Linked DNA regions of Mus musculus: region 1 is linked to region 2. The links are chromatin contacts, called in public promoter capture Hi-C maps. All regions are on one chromosome and are shown on one strand. The core of a region is the stretch at or near the end of the contact, and the rest is flanking DNA. Distances in the headings are between cores, read along the strand shown.

Region 1 (4,223 bases), core at 1,558-4,057, 3.3 Mb before region 2:
ATTTTTGAGACAGGGTACCACTATGCAGCCCAGGCTGGCCTAAGCCTTTCAGTTTTGCTAACCCGGCCTCCCAAATGCTGGCATTTCAGGCTGTGCCACCATACCAAGCTTCAGCCGCTAATTTTATTGCTTTGTCTTGTCTTTTGAGACGGAGGCTGGCCAGGAACTGATTGCAATGTTCCTGCCTTAACCTCTGTGTGCTGGGATTGCAGATACTGAGACACCATGTCCAGCTTCTGCCCCTATTTTTTTTTATCAATACAACGTTTAGGTGCTGTAGAGATGGTTGAACATTTAAGAGAGCTTACTGCTTGTCTTAGTTAGGGTTTTACTGCTGTGAACAGATACCATGACCAAGGCAACTCTAATAAGGACAACATTTAATTGGGGCTGGCTTACAGGTTCAGAGGTTCAGTCCATTATCATCAAGGCAGGAACATGGCAACATCCAGGCAGGCATGGTGCAGGAGGAGCTGAGAGTGCTACATCTTCATTTGGAGGCTGCTAGTGGAAGACTGAACCCAGGCATCTTAGGACTAGGGTATTAGCCCACACCCACAGTGACACACCCACTCCAAATGGCGACACCTCCTAATAGTGCCACTCCCTGCCTCAAGCATATATATATAAACCATCACACTGTTCCACCAGAAGACTGGAATTCAGTGCCCAGCACCCATATCAGCAGCTTGAGAAATCCCTGTAACTCCAATTTCAAGGAATCTTAATACCCCCTTCTGGTGTCAGTGGAGACCTGTGCACACACCTATACGACACAATACATCTTTAGATAAACTTGTGTTACACTTTACACTTGTGTGTGTGTGTGCGTATGTGTGTGTGTATGTGTGTGTGTGTATGTGTGTGTATGTGTGTGTGTGTATGTGTGAGTGTGTATGTGTGTGTGAGTGTGTGTGTGTGTGAATGTGTGTGTATGTTTGTGTATGTGTGTGTGTGTATGTGTGTGTATGTGTATGTGTGTGTGTGTGTGTGTGTGTATGTGTGTGTGTGTGTATGTGTGTGTGTGTATGTGTGTGCACTGTGTGTGTGTGTGTGTGTGTGTGTGTGTGATGTATTCTTGCTGCCACAGAAGATAATGTGCTTCTCTCCTTCCACCCTGTGATACCGGGAACTGAACTAAAAATTCAGATTTAGTAGCAAGTGCCTTTACCTTGCAGAGAGATCTGTGCCCAAACGGTCATTAAAATTTTTTTTGAAGCCTTCCCTAACAATTTCATTATAAACAGAAAGGAGAGTTCCTTCTGGTCCTCATTTTTATATTATAAAGTCTCCCATCTTTGTTTAGGGGAGCTCTGTTCAGTTTTGGAGGGCCCATAGTTAATTTTCACTTCCACATCCCAGGAGTAGAAGGTCACAAAGGGATCTTCGATGTTGTTTGGACAGTGGAGCTCTGGAAAGCAGAGGGGTCTCTGGTCTTCCCATGATGCTGTAGGTCACTTGTGGGGGGTGGGGGTGGGGGAGAGGAGTGTGTGTGTGTGTGGCTTGTCCCTGAAGTATCTGAGCCCCAAGGGATTTGCCTCTTCAGCAGCCTGTCCAGAATGGATTCATGTTTCTAGAATGATCTTTTCTGTTGTTGTTTTTTTTTTTTTTCCCCATGAATAAAAGGCAGTATCTAGAATTGCATCCTATCCGTATCATTACGATCCAGGAATGGTTACTTAGATTGGAAGCTACATTCTCTTCTAGGCTTTCATAATCATACACACACACACACACACACTCACACACACACACACACACACACACACACACACACACACACACACACACAGTGTGTCTATGTGGGGGTATGTGCACATGAAGCAAGAAGTTCAGAGCCACCCAAAGTGGGGTTCTGAGAATTGAACTCTCCTCTTGATGGACTGCAGAGCTAACCTTTCCAGTTCTTTCATCACTTTCTTGAGAGGTTTCATGTAGCCCAGATCTTGAACGTGTGAGGGTCCAGCGTGCAGTCTTTTTCCTTTCAAAGTATAATCTACAGAGTGAAATTTTATACACAGCTTGATGGCATTTGTTTATGTATTTTACTCGCGAGTTAATTTGACAGAGGGTCTCACAGTGTAGTTCTGCCCTAGCCTCTTGCTTGCTGAATTATAATGGGTACACCACCACACCCATCTTAAGTAGCATTAAAAAAAAAAAGTTCTGAGAGCAGCCTTTCCAAGTCTTTCTTCTGAGAGCCTTAAAGTTTCACCCTCAGAACCGCCTGGGGCACCACCCAGATGGCCGCGGGGCCCGTCAGTGGGTCGCCTTCTCTTAACAGCTGCCTGGGCTCCCATTAAAACTGAGAGCAACCAGCCCCTTGGACGTCCAGAATTCAGAGTCGTTTAGTTCCATGCATCCAACTGCACAACTGTGCGATGCTTGAGGTCGGTCTCAGCTTTGTAGAGTCCTAGAGAAATGTAAAGGAAAAGGAAGAGAAAAAAAAGGGGGTGATGGTGGTGTTGGGGGTGGGGGGACCTAGCTCTCCGGGGCAGTGGCCATCAGCTTCCAAGAGGCAAAGATTCAGAATGAAGTCTTTTTTTCTTTCTTTCTTTCTTTTTTTTTTTTTTAATAAACGGAAGAGTCGCTCTGCGTTCCTCGCCCAGGAGGTTCCAAAGGTCGTCACACTGAGGCCTGGGGGCGATCGTCTCCCCCGCGGCCGGAGCGGGGGAGGAGGGTGGTGGGAGGAGGGGAGGCGTACACAAAAGCCGGCCGGGCCAAGAGGGCTAATGTTTCCTGTTTGCCTGGAACCCCCTCCCCGGCCTCCCCTCCCCCACCCCTCCCAGCACTCGGGCGGAAGTGAGTTTGCTCCTTTGGAGATTAAAAGGATTCCGAATTCCGATCAGTCCCAATAACCCGCGTTCTGAGAGGCGGCAAAGCGGAGAAAGAAGGGGGACACGCGCACGCACACAGCCCCTCGTTCGGGGGAGTCGTGCAAAATAAAGCCCAAAGCAACCCAGGACACCAGGGCATCGGGAGAGCCTGAGCCCGGTAGGCGCAGCGCAGCCGGGGCCACCCGCATCCCCGCTCGGCGAATCGTTCGTAGGAGGATGACGCAGGCGGGAGCCGCGGGCGGCGTTGGCCACGCGGCTCCCGAAGTGGCCGCGCGGGTCCCTCGCGTACTCCTCTGATTCGAGCAAGCCCGGGAGGGAGACTCGGTTCCCGAGGCTCCGGGATTGAAGGGGGGACCCAAGCGAGGGTGAAATGGCCCGATGACAAAGGAAATGTGATCCTCCTTCGCTGCCCAGGTTTCGGAGAGGACGGCCGTGAGGAGGAGGGGCGCGCGGCTCGCGCGGAACGCGGATAGCATTGCACGACGGCCCCGCGCGGAGCGGGCGGCCCGTACATCCAATATCTTCCCGCCGATGAATAATTCAGGGCGGCCCGCGGGGACCTGCGGCCCCGCGCCGCGGAGCGCCTGAGGCCGGAGAAGGGTCGGAGCGCGCGCTAGAGAGCGAGCCAGGAGGCCGGAGGACACGCGGGCGCCGGGCCGCGTGGGGCGCGCGCGCGTGTGAGCGCATAGAGACCGCGGCCCGGCAGGGCTGCGCACGGGCGCGGAGCGTGTGGGGCGCGCGTGCGTACTTGGCACGCGTGCTTCCGCGGGCCGGGGGCCCCCGCACGAGGCGCAGCTGCGCGCCCGAGCCGACCGCGCCGCGGGGGAGGCTGCGCCTCGGCCGCCACGCAGGAGCTCCTGCCGCCGCGTCATGCGGCGGGGCGGCCGGCGGCGCGCGCGGGGACTTGGACTGCTGCGACTCCCGGACGTTTTCCCCTCCCTCCAGGAGGCTCAATTCATTTAGCCGGAGGGCAAGGAAAAAAAAAAAACAACACAAGCAAGACTCGTTGGGACCAAATTGGTTTGCGCCGCGGGGACCGGATTCCACGGCGGACTTTGAGACTTGTGCGGGCGCTCGTTTGCTGAGGAGTAGCAGTGCAAACCCGCCCTGCCGAGGTGGCCCAGGGGTCGCCTCCACCGCGTCCTCGATGCGCTCTGCTGAGTGAGCCGCGCGCCCTCATCCTCCTCGCCGCGCGCCCTCTGCCCTCCAGCCCGCCTGCAAATGGCTTCGTTCCCGGAGACCGACTTCCAGATCTGCCTGCTGTGCAAGGAGATGTGCGGCTCGCCCGCGCCGCTCTCCTCCAACTCGTCCGCCTCGTCGTCGTCCTCGCAGACTTCCACGTCGTCGGCGGGCGGCGGCGGCCCCGGGGCGGCGGCGCGGCGTCTT
Region 2 (4,221 bases), core at 1,611-4,110:
GTTTCCTTATAAAACATGAATACCCATGCAGATAAGACAAACGAGCTAAAACCTTCAGAACTCCTGATCTTGAAGTGTAAAAGTCTTTCCCCTTTACTGTTTGGATAGGGCCAAAGTTCTGTCTAGAGCAGGGAAAAAAAAATTACTGACTGGCAGTGATCAAGATTCCATACTTACCATGGTCCTTTGATAGATGAGCTGAAAAAATTGCTCCAGCTGTGAAAAAATAAGGAGCAAACCACCAATAATTGGTTATTCTTAACTCCTGATAGTAAGAAACTCCTAAATCAGGAATTTAAAATAATTCTTGCTGCTCCAACACCAAATTGATTACTTCCTCCATCCGTAATGTCACCATCAACTGGGTAGGTGGGGATGGGGGGATTGTATTTACTTAGAAATATGCTTTAAAAAATAATCTTAAATTCTGTTATCTAGATAAAATACCTCCACTGTGTTTATGCTATTCCTTTTCAGAAACTTAATTTGATATGTGAGTTTCTGTAAACTGGCTCAAATACACTTTTAAGGAGTTGGTCATTTCAAACCACGTGTCACACTTTCCACTGTGTCAAAATAAGAGCTGAAACTTTTGGCATATATCTTTAAACCATTTTAAAACCAGACTTCTAGTTCAACTGACAATATCAATACTAAATTTGTTGAAAATCAGTAATAATAAAAGGAAAGAACAATGACTTTTCCATTAAACTAAGTTTTTTAAAGGTGGTATTCTTATGCTTCAGTCAGTCCCATGTTGCCAAATGAGATGGAGAAAGGCAACTTGTCAGAAAGATTTCAATGCTTATCAATTTGAACATCTGTAGTAAGTTCAATGCTTTCCAACCATCCAAATGAGGAAATGTGAAAGAAAAATCAAATTAATTTTCCCTTTTCAAATCAACTTCTTGGACCACAACGGCTTACGAATCATTTCTTTCTCTCACAAGATCATCCCAACGAGGATCCATTTCAGTTGTGGCAACTCGAAACAGTGCTTGGAGATGCTCATCCGTCAGTGGCTGGCTCAATGTGTGCTGGTTTCGAGTTAAATATGCAAAAGCCTTATCACAGATCTGGTTACTATCAAATAAGGATGCCACCTTATAGGCAACCCCTTTGATAATTGGGTAAGCTTCACCAGACAGTCCTGCATAAAACTGTCCCAAGTCTTTGACTCTGTACTCATTCCACAGGTCAGTGTTGGCCTGAAGTTTTGTTAGCTCCACTCTTACAGAAATAGGCGCATATTCCGGTTTAAAGCTAAATGGATTTGAGAAAAGTTCTAAGTCCTTTTTAATGAACCTGAGGTCCTTAAAATGTCTCTCAAAATCTTTCTGTAGGCGGGAGATCACCATTTGATACCTGTCAGGATCAAATATTTTTTGATCTTCCTTAAACTGCTGTTTAAGTTCATCAACGATTATACTGAAGGCAGGAAAGTCTGTTAGATTTACTTCCTCCATATGTCTCTGAAGTGAACTCAGCTTACCCTCAAAGGTGCAGATGCGTTCAAAGGCAGCAGCAGCAAAGACTTTACTGATCTGCAGTTCTTCACTGATCTCTCGAAGATAGTCCATAATATCTACCAAGAAACCAAAATCACAAAGCCACTGCTTGTCTGAGAAATGAACTGTTGTTGCCCCCACTGAGACCAAGAACGCCTCGATTTCTTTTCTTAGTGAAAATATTAGTTTTAACGTTTTGCCTCTTCTCAGCCAGTTGTTCAAACACCGTCCGTTAACTCTTTCACCATGCTCTGACTCAGACTCAGTTAGTAGAGGCTGAAACTCCGGTCGCCTAACACCTCTGGTCTTAATCATAACTACCCATTCAGATATGGTATTTATGATCTGATTAATATCAACATCATAAGAACTCAACAGTTCCAAGTGAAGAAATCCCGAATAGTGGATTACGTTCCAACAGTTGGGACTCACGGCCTTCTCTCTCATGTAGGAGACCAGTCCGGAGTTCTCGCCGATCATCCTTAAAGTGTGGGTCGTGGTCAGTCCAACCATTCGCTGTAAGCTGAGCCCTGCTGTCTGCAGGGCTTCCAGAATTGCCGACATGAGAGCCCCAACACTGAAGTGATGAGTCAGGTTGATAATCGTCAGAAGATCTTCTTGCACCTCCAGGTCGCGGCCGACGCCACGGATGAAGACCAGCAGGTAGTTCTCATAGGCCACAAAAGCCTGGTCATCCAAAGCAAGGGAATAGGCCTTAAAGTCCCTGGCTCGGTTAAACAGCTGGCTGCGGAGGTTGCTGTCAATGCTCAGAATCCTCTGCCGTGTGATCTCTGGAGACAAGTCAATGCCTTCCAGGACGCCGACGTGATCCGGCAGCACCTCTCTCAGCAACACCTCCATGCACTGGTGTACGAAGTCACCCTCACCCCAGCCGCGACCCTTCAAGGCCAAGAAGCGGCAGAGGCCGAGGCCTGCCCGGGTCGCTCTCTCCTCCGGAGTGAGCACGGCGGCCAAAGACATGTCACCCTGCCGCAGACGCTCGACCAGGGCCGCGCGTTCCTCGTCCCCTACAAACCGCTCGTAGAATTCGTGCTCGGCCTCGTAGTGGCGCCTCACGTCGCGTTCCCGAGTAGAGGCGACCAGGCGGCGACACACCAGGCACAGGGCCCCGTCACCCTCCGCAGGCTCCACCACCAGGTATCGCTGGGTCCACTCGGGCCGGAACACCAGAGCCTCGTCGACTTCCATCCTAATCCTCTTGGGCGTCATCCACATTCTGCGGAGGCCACAGGAGAACGCCGAGCTCTGAGGCCGCAGCAAACGGGGAGGAGCCCGACGAACGCCAAGCACCCCCTGGGTTCTGCGCCAGATCACCCGAGCAGGGGTGCACCAGCCTCCGCCAGGGCACCTCCGTTCCTATTGGCTGGAGATTTCGTATTCCCTCAGCTCTCAGAAATGAGCCAATAGGAAGAGCGGACCGTGAACTTTGACGCGCAAGCGCGTTGCCTTCTAGCCTGGTGTCGGGCCGCTGTTTAGAGCGGGACAGAGATCCCAGGAACTGACGTGTAAAAGCGCTTGACTGGCATTCATGCTGCCCAATCAGCACTTGCCGCTGGGAAGACGGCGCAGGACTGCAGTCGGCCGAAGCTGAAGGAAGAACTTGAGCGTGAGGAGCTCGAGTGATTGGCTGACTGGGAACTCGGGCGCCAATATGGCGTTTGTAGCAGGAGTTATTCGGCGTCTGGACGAGACGGTAGTGAACCGCATAGCGGCGGGGGAAGTCATTCAGCGGCCGGCCAATGCTATCAAAGAGATGATAGAAAACTGGTACGGAGGGAGCGGAGCCGAGTTCCCCGACTGAGAGCCGGGGCGGGCCGACCCACCTGCTGCAGTCGGCCACCGTGCGGGGCACCGAGCACGGGGACCGTGGGGGCATCGGGCACAGGGACCCTGCGCGTGCCAGGCTGGTTTCCCATTATGCACACGGCCGAAGGTCCTCACGACTTGCGCGAGACCTGTTTGGGTCGCAAGTAGGGGAAGCACGCGTGGTATTGGTTTAATGGTATCTTCCTGGAGTATGCGGCTCGCCGCCACGTTACATACAACGAAGATGCGCGGCTGACGATGTGTGAATGTGTAAGGGTGGAAGAGAAACAGTCTTCAGAGTGTGCCATTTTAGGTTTATCATTCATTCCCGGAATAATCCCTACACATCCAAGGCACAGTTTCTTCTGAGTTTTATTCAGACGTATCAGGACATGGGGCTTTTTTTCTGACTCTCCTCTTGTCAAATTAGTGAGTGACCCTAGTCTGAGACTTAGACCTGCATCTGAGACTTAGACCCGTCAGGTTGTGGAGGGGAGAAGTTAAACGTGTACTGTTTAACCTTTAATAGGCACAGTGAATAGTATACCCCAAAGTAGACACACCACCAAATAAGTTCAAAAAGGACACTGTGTACATAAGGACTTTGTGTTAATATCAGTTGATGGTTGTGAAAGCCAAAGAAGACAAATGTTCAGAAGTGCACTGAAAAGACAAAGCATTCAGAACGATGACACTGAGATAAATGACCTCAGGCCCTCTTTGGGGTCCAAAGACCTTTATGCAGGAGTCACCTAAGACCATCGTGAAATTCTGATATTTACATTACAATTCAGAGCAATAGCAAAATTGCAGTTATGAAGTAGCAACAAAATAATTTTATAGTTAAGAGTCACCACAATGTAACAATGGGTCCCAGTTTTAAGAA

Evidence for each region. Promoter capture Hi-C pulls out the DNA fragments that hold promoters and counts their contacts.
Region 1: a contact with region 2 is called in a promoter capture Hi-C map of cranial neural crest. The contact joins the promoter of Trim71 here to the promoter of Epm2aip1 in region 2.

What each region holds. Positions count from the first base shown.
Region 1 is chr9:114,562,953-114,567,175 of GRCm38.p6, reverse strand. It overlaps Trim71 (tripartite motif-containing 71), which reads left to right and starts at 2,807. Exons shown (of 4, transcript NM_001042503.2): 1 at 2,807-4,223. The coding sequence starts at 4,059.
Region 2 is chr9:111,270,484-111,274,704 of GRCm38.p6, reverse strand. Epm2aip1 (EPM2A (laforin) interacting protein 1) reads right to left here and starts at 2,860. Exons shown (of 1, transcript NM_175266.4): 1 at 1-2,860. The coding sequence starts at 2,744. The coding sequence ends at 924. It overlaps Mlh1 (mutL homolog 1), which reads left to right and starts at 3,097. Exons shown (of 19, transcript NM_026810.2): 1 at 3,097-3,296. The coding sequence starts at 3,181.